2 separate regions of the Sus scrofa genome follow, and region 1 is linked to region 2. The links are chromatin contacts, called in public Hi-C maps. All regions are on one chromosome and are shown on one strand. Each heading gives the region's core, a stretch centred on a gene start, on an enhancer-like site or on the middle of the called end of the contact. The rest is flanking DNA. Distances are from core to core; before and after follow the strand shown.

Region 1 (4,872 bases), core at 2,000-4,499, 470 kb after region 2:
CAGAACATCCTAGTTAGTTGAGGAGGAAAGAGGGTTTTGTTTTTGTTTTGAAGTGAGAAATTGTGTGTGTGTGTGTGTGTTCTTAGGGCCGCACCTGCGGCATATGCAGGTTCCCAGGCTAGGGGTCTAATCAGAACTACAGCTGCCGGCGTGTGCCACAGCCACAGCAATGCCAGATCCAAGCTGCGCCTGCGACCTACACCAGCAGCTCACGGCAACGCTGGATCCTTAACCCCCTGAGCAAGGCCAGGGATGGAACCCAAAACCTCTTGGTTCCTAATCAGATTCATTTCTGCTGCACCACGACAGGAACTCCGAGAATCTTGATCACTACTTATTTGTCAGCTCAGTAGAAGAACTAAAAAGTTCTGGGGTGTAAAGGTAACAATTTGGAGGAGTTTTATGTGTTTTTTCATGCACGATTTGTAGGCTGTCTTCTACCTGTTCCACTCAGTGCTGGCCCTGGCACAGGATGGGCCATAGGTGTGTCCATGGGCTGGTTCTTTTCCTTGGTGACCGCTGGACAAGTGACCCTGAATTTCCAAACCCTTATTGAGTTGGGATTTGGGGAAGGTGGCTTCATGAGGGAAATGCCAGCCCCTTGTCCGCTTTCACCTCCACTGCTGGAAGGAGAGCTCGTGCCCCGCTCCCTGGGAAAGTTACTGCTGCTGAATTCTCTGCACATAGGGAAGGATGGGAAATAGCACTTTCTCTAGTTGTGAAAACCCTTTATATACCAACCTTGGAGTTTAGTGTGTGTTTTATTTACCAAGGTTTTGTTTTAAATAAGTCAGGGGGAAAAAAAAACTGTTATTTAAAATGTTACTGTAATAATTATGCTATTAGTGAATAGCATAGTATAATAATCCCTTTTTGGCAAAACTGTTAACTCATTTCCTAAAATCTTAACATCTGGAGTGTAAATCCCAGAACATGTTCCTACACTGAGTAATAATCTTTAATGTGTGAAATTGTTCAACTCATCAGTGGTCGCATTGTGATTCTCACTCCCCCCACCCTGAACATATGAGCCCTGGATTTCCATTCTGCTTGAAGGCAGAGTTCCTCTGTTAGAACCAAACAGCAAAAGACAGTAGTGAGAAAGTACTTTAGACTATAGAGGATTGTAAACTGTACCTATAAAGACTTTAAAATCCTGAATAACAAATTGGGGGGGGGGCTTTTTTGTTTTTTTATTTGTTTGTTTTGTCAGTGTCAGGATACTAGCTGGGAAGGCTCTACTTTTATATCATTGATTCCCAAAGAATTTTAAGCAAATGAAAAGTACCACAGTTTCTTAAAAATTCTTCCTACCCTTTTCTTCCTGCTTTCAGTCTCTTAGGGGTTCTCGTTCACTTCCCTAGGAGTACAAACTAAGAGACCCTTTCATACCTTCCATTGTGTGATTTCAGTAGTTTCTTTAAAAGTTTTGGCTTAATTATAATGTATAGGTGGGCAGGAAATGTGTTCTTTTGAGGAAAACTTGAAATACACATACATGTAAACTTTATTTGGATTAGCACTATAATATACTCCCTTAATCACCTTGACTCCTAGAAATATTTTTTCCAACTAAAATTCTTCCAAGATCTACCAGGAAAGTCACTGAAGTAACACTTTTGCCTCCAAAGTATTCTTGTCCTTTGTTATCACACAGTAGAGCAGCGTTTAGAACTCTTGAACAACCTGCAGCTTTGGTTTAAGAAGTTAAAACATTTCTGAAACATAAAAAGCCACCTGTTTAATGCCCAAGAATTATGTTCCAAAGGCATTCTGTAAATGAGTGCTGTAAGTGAACGCATGGCAGGAATATTAGTGCATGCCCTCCTTTTCCAGACTGTGTGAAAACGCTGTATCAGCTAGATCTGCAGGAACGCTAGTTTGGTTGGCAAGAGTCCTGGCGGGGTGTGTGCTCAGGCATGCGCTGAACTGGATGGTTGAACATGGGCCAGCAGCCTCTTGGTCACTCTGGGCCTTCCTTTCCTAATCTATGAAATGGATCATTGAATTCCATGGATTGCCAGACCCTTTCCAGCTCAGCTCCTAGTTCTAGAATAATTTGGAGGAGGATATTTCGGGTCAGAAGTATTAATGGCATGTTAAGCAGCACAGTAAAGAATCGGAGAGAAAAGGACCAGGATGTCAGCTGCTTCTGCAGTTGTGGGATCCACAGGTGATGTTGGGACTGCACATTTGTAGCTTTCAGATACCTTCTTCTCCTCAGCCCCTACCAGGTAGGAGAGAAATTTTGAAAAAATACCTAAAATCAGTTTTATTTTTGTCTTGATATAAATAGCATTCTTTTAAATTCCTTATTTTTCAAGAATGTCATTGATAATAGTCTTAAGGTTAAGTCAGGCTCCTGGAAGGAAGCAGAAGAAAGATGAAACCGCCTTTTTTTTTTTTTTTTTTTTTGTATTTTTCTAGGGCCTCACCCATGGCATATGGAGGTTCCCAGGCTAGGGGTCTAATCAGAGCTGTAGCCACCGGCCTACACCAGAGCCACAGAAACGCAGGATCCGAGTCACGTCTGCGACACAGCCCACAGCAACGCCGGATCTCCAACCCACTAAGTGAGGCCAGGGATCAAACCTGGAACCCCATGGTTCTACGTCGGATTCATTGAGCCACGACAGGAGCTCCAAAACCACTTTTTAAGGCTGGTTGGTATTGTACAGCCACAAAAAACTTCGTGATAGAAGCTGGAGAGCTTTCAACCGCATAAGGCTTTCTGTGAACTATACCTGGTGAGTCTCTCCTGAAGGAGGGCTCCTGGCTTGAACAGCATGGAAGCCTTGTTTGTCATTCCAGAGGGTGGGTGGGTGGATAAACAGTGCACCAGGGCACATGCAGCCTCTGGAAAGGAAGAGACTGTTGGCGCTGGATGAAGCAGTGTCAGCCTTTAGTGCAGATGCACAGAACATGCCACTCATGGAACTGCTTACAATACGTAGCAGCAATAACAGTGGCAGTTAGGACGATACCATCAGAGATGAATCTCTACTTTTAATCCACCAGAGCAGGCTGACTCAGAGTTAGGTCTAGGAGCTAAGTGCAGGTTCTGGGAACTGACAGGCACACTGAGGCCTCAGGCCGTGTCAGCCTGTGGCCCCGAGGCTCCTGGCCTCTCCACACGCATCCCAACACAGGGAACAGAGCAACGTTGCCTGGGTCCATTCTGTTCTACCGTGACGTATCTTTGATGGGAAGCGTCCCATATGCAAAAGCATATTTCAGCGATGAGTCACATGGAGGCTGAGGGTCAGCACTTGATCAGCAGTCAATGAACTCCGGCCTGGGACTTAGCTGCCCTGCCTCTTACACGCTCCCACTTAAATAGACAGAAACTCACCTAGCCCCTCTAACTTATCACATGTAAATAATTCAGCCTTCTTATTTTGACTTTCTATTGGGTTTTGTCCCTATTTTTAAAAAACTGAGGTATAACTTACATACAATAATATTCATAGATCTAAGAGTGCAATTCAGTGAATTTTGAGGTCTTACGTGTCACCTAACTTCTGTTGGCTTTTGAGTGAGAAAAATTCTTGTGTGCCAAAATGATGCTGAACTTGAAGCCATGATGTTGAGGTGCATCTGTGAAGCCTGATATGCTCTGGACACACTTCATGTGTCTTGACCAGTTGAACCTCCCCTCACACCCTGACCCAGTGTGAGACCGTTTGTCCTGCTGCAAATTCTCTTCTGTTCAGCATGAACGTGTGTTTTTGTCCTGTGCTTCAGCACAGATGTAGTCAGCGTTCATGCTTTTTCTCCGCATTCCAATCTGAACACTCCCTTAGTCACATATTTAAGTTACCCTGTCACTGGCGGCCTCACCGGCTGCCTCTTCTCAGGCACGTGTGCCTTTTTGAACGTGCTTACTAGCAGGTTTTCAGAACTTCTGTTTTAGTCAGTGAATCAATCACAGGACTTAAGAGAACCTCAATATCAGCAACTTTTTCCATCACTCTGATGGGTCTAAAGTAATGGGCTCTACTTTTGTCAGGATTTGCCCAGAGAAGACCACGCCAACCTTCCTGGGCTTGTAGGTTCTTAGTGGTGCCTGATCTCTCTCAGTATTTTGTTAAATCCAGTTTGCATTACTGTACTCTTCTTGGCTTACCTTTTTAATACTGTGGTGAAATATGTTCCAAAAATAAAATAACTTGGAATAAAAAAAATGTTCTATGTGTTTACATTGCTCTTTTCAAACTGCAAATTTATGAATAGTAATGGATCGACCCTCTGCTGTCCTCTCAAATTTAGCAAATAAGGACTCTCCATAGCATCTGATTTTCCCTGTCTGCTTCTACCATTTGAATTTCCTCTCTCACAAAATAGACTATTGGAGTTCCCTTTGTGGCTCAGCAGATTAAGGACCTACCTGACATAGTGTCCATGAGAATGCAGGTTCGATCCCTGGCCTCACTCATCGGGTTAAGGATCTGGCATCTCAGCAAGCTGTGGACAGTTGCGGCTCAAATCCCACATTGCTGTGGTGTAGGCCAGCAACTGCAGTTCCTATTCGACCCCTAACCTGGGAACTTCCATATGCCATAGGTGTGGCCATAAAAAGAAAAAATTAAAAAATAAAAGACCATTTTTATCTGGATTTCAGCTTTTTTCGAGTAGATCTTTCCCTTTCAGTGAGGTAGTATGTCGGAGTTTAATCCTTCTGAGGGAAAGAAGGCTAGAATAAAAATTTAAATTAGAAAATACAACTGTGTGGAGAAACAGTTGTATGTCAGGGCATGTTAAGATACAAAGAAGGAAAAATATTACAAATTACAATTAATAAAATGGTTTCTATCCCTGTTTTTAGTCTAGCACTTTAAGTGATACAGTTAAGTCCTTCTGTATTTAATATCT
Region 2 (5,243 bases), core at 249-2,748:
AGGGACTCAAAAGTTAACTTCAAAAGGGAGTTAACATCCTTTGACCTTTCGTGGTGGTGGGTTCCCTCCCCCCCTTTTTTTTCCTGTGTATTTTGTTTTTAAATCTGACTGACGGCAACTTTTAGTTGTAAGGCTGCCAGAGCGCTCGGTGGAAACAATGACAGGCTCACTCTTTGCATGTCACACTTGGACTCATTCTGACTGCACGCTGCTTGCCCTCAGTGCTAACTCTTCCTCTTGCCCCAAATTCAACGTGGGAAAACTTTTAAGAGTCTGGGAATCCTGAAAGGTCTAGTTTTCCAAAGGTACCGACACCTCGGAGCGATCTTGGGTCCAGAGTTGCATTCCTCCGATTGTGAAAACGCCCCATCCCTGGAGTAGAGCGGGCCCGGCCGGGAGTGAGTGGGGCCCAGGAGCCCAACTTTCAAACAAAGGCGCCTCGGCTCCAACGTCCGGACCACCCCGGGTCCTGTCCTGGAAAAGCCGGGCGGAGGTGCTCCCGACCCGAACCCCACTCCCCTGCCCGCGAGAAAGAGCGAAAAGCCACGCGGCGGTTCTGCGGAGTGTGGGGTATCGGCGGAGACAATGAAACTTGGAGGAGCACAAACAAGGCGGTGCGCGTGTTTTTTGACAACGTGCCAGCAGCGTGGAGAGGCCCGTCTCCCCACAACAGCCCCTCGTGTTGTGTCTAGAAGGAAAGGAGCAACTGCCATTTCAGACGCAGCCTCAACAAAGACGACGGTCGCCGCTGAGGCCGGCGAGCCACTGGGGCGGAAAAGTCCACCAAGTCACTATCGCCCCAAGCCCAGGGCCGCCCCGCGAGCACGTTTCCCCGGGACCCGCGCCCGCAGCCCGTGGAGCCTCACCTTTCTTGCTTTTCATTCTGGAGCTCCCCTTCCAGCGCGAGGCAGCGCTGGGGTCTCGAGGGGCCAGGAGCGGGGGTGGAGGGGCCAAGCGATTGTCCTCCTTCCTGGCCGACTCTCCCGTAACTTGTAGGACGCGCTCCAGCCGTTATTGCTAAACAAGGCGCTCCGATCCCAGGCGCCCGCTCCTTGGGTGGAATTCAAGTGACACTTGGGCTTCCTCCGGCCGGGATCTTCTGGCAGCCGGCCGGGGTCTCTCCCTCGCCCAACTCGCTCCCCTCCCCACTCCGCTCCTTTGTTCCCCGCTCCTGCTCGGCGCACCTCAGCGCTGTCAGAGTGAGCGAGGCGAGGAGGGAAGGTACAGGAGGTCCTGCCTCCGCCCCCAGCCGCCCGCCCCGTCCCCCGCCCGCCCGGCCGCTCCTCCGCCCCTCCCCCGCACCTTCCAGCCGGAGAGGACGGCACCGAGCGCCGCCGCAGCCGCGCCGCCTCACTCCGCGCCCCCAGGCCGCTGTCACTCGTCCCTCGTGGGGGTGGCGGAGCCCAGAAACGTGATCTGGTCTCCCTGCTGCGCGCACGCCGCCTGCCCCGGCAGCGGCGGCGACACCAGCCGAGCGCCGCGAGTTTCTCCTGTGGGCCTTTCTTCCCGGGGCTGGGGAGGGTGCGTTTGGTTTGGTTTGGTTTGGTTACGAAATTGCAACAGATGGGAAAAAGGCCGTCCCCTCCTCCACCCCGGGGAAGAAAAGGCTCCTTTCGTTTTTGACAGCTGCCTCAACTCCACGGTCCCAGCTCTAGCCGCAGGAGAAGACAGCGGCTGCTGATTCAAGGGGCGGAGCTCCGTAGGAAAAGTATTCGGGACAAGAACCAACTTCTTCCAGAATGCGCGGCTGCCATTGACACGCGGGCGCGGCGCGGCGCACCCTTCTCCTCCCGGGGCTCTTCCTCCAACTGCTACGGGGGAGGGGGGGCGAGGGGGGAGGATGAGACACAGACACCCCAGGCTAAAGTCTGTTCCTCCCGGCTAAAGCTGCGAGTTCCGGACTGGATTGTAAGGCAGTTTCGAAATCTAACACGTTGCGGACAGACACTTGTCATGCTCACATGCTCTTTAAAAGTCTCTGCCTGGGGACGGCCCGGACGCTCCGCCTGCCCGGCTGAGACTCGGCCGGACACTCCGGGCCCAGGCAGCTGCCGCCTCTATGTGAAGGGGGCTACCACACCCTGGGCTGCTCATCTGTTTCGGTAAAGAGTCTACTTTTTATGACTTAAATCCTGCTGGGCCCCCACCCCCCATTTCAAACAGAAACTAACCATTAAGTAAACATGTGTTCCCGTTGGCTTATTTTGGTTGAGAGTCGAGAGAACTCCAACAAGAGTTCCTAGATGAAATAACCCTTTAAAAAGACCGGATGCTGTCTGGACGATTTCAAGAAACGCAAGCAAGCCCCCTCCCCTCCCTCTCCTCTGGGTGCAGTTTTCGCGAGTGTCTGTGCCGTTGTTTTGAAGTAAATGAACTGTCACATGCCACACTAAGACCTTCCCCATCACTTAAAAACAACAACAACAACAACAAAAAACCCCAAACATAAATAAACCTAGTAAGACATCAGCGCCCAAGCCTGTCTCCAGTTTCTGCTCTGTGCTGTTTTTGTTTTGTAACCTCGATGGAGAACCCAGCAGTAGCTCCGGGGAAATAAGGTTCAGCCCAAGGAGGAATGAAGCAGCCAAACGATGACTAACTAGACTTTGGAGCCTCTGTTTTAGGATTACACTGAAAATTAGAGCCAGTCACCCACCCACGCACCCTCCCCAAAAAAGACACCCCCGACCGGAGAGTGAATTAAGGCCAGAGTTTACAAAGCCTGGGTGGTTTTTCCAATTACAGGACTTAAAATGAATAAACAAGGAAAAAAGTCACTCTTAAGAAGGCAGCAACCTTACAGTTTTGTTTTTTTCCTGTGGTATGCCGACTGCTCGGCACCTAAGAGAACACATCTAAAATGGCAAAAGGAGAAACAAGGTCCTGGGGGAAACCACCAGCCCGGAGGCTCCCCTGCAACTTGCTGGAGCGCAGTTCCTTCCCGGCCTGGCTAGAGATGAATCAGCCGCTGCGCCGGAGCGCAAGACAGATGTAGGGCGGGAGGGGGCCGCCCGTTAGCGGGCCGCTAGCTTCTCGCATTTGAAGGGTTGGCTGTGGCCGGGATTGGTGGCTCACGTCCGCTGGGGACGGAAGAAGGGGGAGGAGGGATGAAGGAGGAGGAGCCCGGGAGGCCGACGCTGCGACTCAGCGGTCTGAGTGGCAGGAGCCTCGTCTGGAGCCCGGGCGGTTACTGGGGAGACGCTTTGTTTGCTAACTTCGAAAGCCGCTCAGGCTGCCTGGGCCGCTTTCGAAGCCACTCAACAAAACACGCCTTCGGGTCGGCTTCATCCAACCCCCGGTCGCTTTCCCCCGCTCGAGACAAACTCGTTTCCTTCTTCCGCGTGGTTCTCCGACGCCGCGCGGTGGCTCTCATTATGTACACAAAGGTATCTTTCCCTTCGTCTACGTGAACATTGGCGAATGACTGCAGGTCTCAGGCAACCGGGATGGAAATCTAGGGTTGAAGTGAGTTTATAGCTAGAAAACAAACTTTACAGCGGTAGGGGGAGGGGCGCAGAGAATAAAAGGCTCTTCCAAATGGCGAGGAGGAAAAAAGTGGAACTTTCATCTCTTGCTGGAGGTCTGGTTGGACCCGGGCAATGCTAATTCTTTGCTCGAGCCAATCTTAGAAGCAGTCATTTTAGCAGGCGAGGTGCTCCAGAGAGGTATCGTTCTGCGTGATGCCCCCCCCCCCGTAGATGTCCCCTCCTGCACCCCCAAGGCCCGTTCCAAACTTGTTTGAAGCTTTGGATTGTTGTTGCAGAAACTCAGAAGAAAGTGCCTGCACTCTGGCGAGGAAGACAACCCAGAAGAGTGGGCTTGGAAAACCAGCAATTGCTTAGGATATTTTTGTTTATTTGCTTTTCTCAAGGTGGAGAAACAAGTTTCAGCTCTGGCTTTTCTGAGTCCCTGAATGTCCCGGGCAGGGCCTCTCTGTATATCTGATCCAATGACTTTTAAGATTCTTTCCAGTGCTAAATACATATACATGTGTGTATATATTCATAGTTACTGCAGATTATTTGCTGAGTGCATATGAATGTTAATTGTAAAGTTGCACAAATGAAGAGTGAGATTATGCTTGGTGCTTGAGAAGGCCACCGATAAACGTTTCGCACCACTATTTTTTTCCATCTAGGCACACAGGGTTCCTTTCAGTGTCTTATCTTCTTGAGCTGCCTCAAGGCTAAGAAAAGACAGAGCTGTGTAAATTACTTTTCAAAGCTGCAAATCCTTCAAAGGTAAAAACTCAGAAACTTGGAAAGGCAAATAAGCCAGAAAAGTGTATCAATGAGTGCAGTTATTATTCTGACAGTGGGGCCATCCCAGTGATGGGCAAATGTGTTTATTTCATTGGTCATGACCATTGATAAGCGTGATTCAGGCCTGCACCATCTTAGGTGGAGGAATGTTGACTCACAGTCATCAGATCCCTTTTCCTTCTCTGGGGACTGTGAAATAGGTGGACTGCCAGGCTCCAGACCCTGCACAAGGCTTCTGTAACTGTCTCTTCACATCTCAGGGCAGGGGTTATTTGGCTGCTTGAAGAGAAGTTGGCCATTGTGTTTTCAAGGGCCTGGGTCTGGGCTCCAACCTTCTTGTGATTTTTATTAAGCTCATCAGGAGGGCTCTCCTCCCCTTAGTCACAGGAATAACGGGTAACCTGCACTACTGCTTTTGTTTGTAATCACTTTTCTCTGGGCCTGCATTTCCCTTCCTGGCCCTGATTTCCCTCTGTAGCATAAGGCCTCAATTTTCTTTACTTCGAGGGGATTTGAACTCAGGAAGACAGAGCAAAAAGGTAATTGGCGAGCACAGCCTTTAACCTCTTCATTCTCAACATCATGTATCTATTGTGCTTTACAGTTTATGAAACACTTAATTTAAATGACTTCATTTAATAAACTAGTAAGGAAAGCTACTCTTTTTTCTTTTCCTAAAGTCAAGATAACACATCCAAGTATAACAATGCGGAGTTCCCTTCGTGGCTCAGTGGTTAACAAACCCAACTAGGAACCACGAGGTTGCAGGTTCTATCCCTGGCCTCGCTCAGTGGGTTAAGGATCTGGCGTTGCTGTGAGCTGTGGTGTGGTGGTGCTGTGCTGTGGTGTGGTGTACGCTGCAGATGTGGCTCAGATCCCGAGTTGCCGTGGCTGTGGTATAGGCCAGGAGCTGTAGCTCTGATTCGACCCTTAACCTGGGAACTTCCACATGTCCCAGGTGTGGCCCTAAAAAAAATTATA

What was found. Hi-C and Micro-C count contacts between places; a contact is called where the count stands out from the background.
Region 1: a Hi-C map of liver shows a contact between it and region 2, with 9 times the contacts expected there. The contact joins the enhancer-like site here to the promoter of TGIF1 in region 2. A contact is called at or near these places in 3 of 47 Hi-C or Micro-C datasets (embryonic fibroblasts, liver and skeletal muscle) and 2 of 2 datasets of contacts at active chromatin or transcription factors (alveolar macrophages and skeletal muscle).

The regions. Positions count from the first base shown.
Region 1 is chr6:103,700,727-103,705,598 of Sscrofa11.1, forward strand. The region is part of intron 3 of LPIN2 (lipin 2); the gene reads left to right. Among named protein-coding and RNA genes, the nearest start is that of LPIN2, 15 kb to the left of the region's middle. Within about 2 kb of position 3,250, at least 13 of the 83 cell types and tissues checked have an H3K27ac peak or open chromatin away from gene starts, as enhancers often do. A contact at or near this core is called in liver, where this site is marked.
Region 2 is chr6:103,232,958-103,238,200 of Sscrofa11.1, forward strand. TGIF1 (TGFB induced factor homeobox 1) reads right to left here and starts at 1,499. Exons shown (of 4, transcript NM_001244289.1): 1 at 1,303-1,499; 2 at 867-1,051. The coding sequence starts at 882.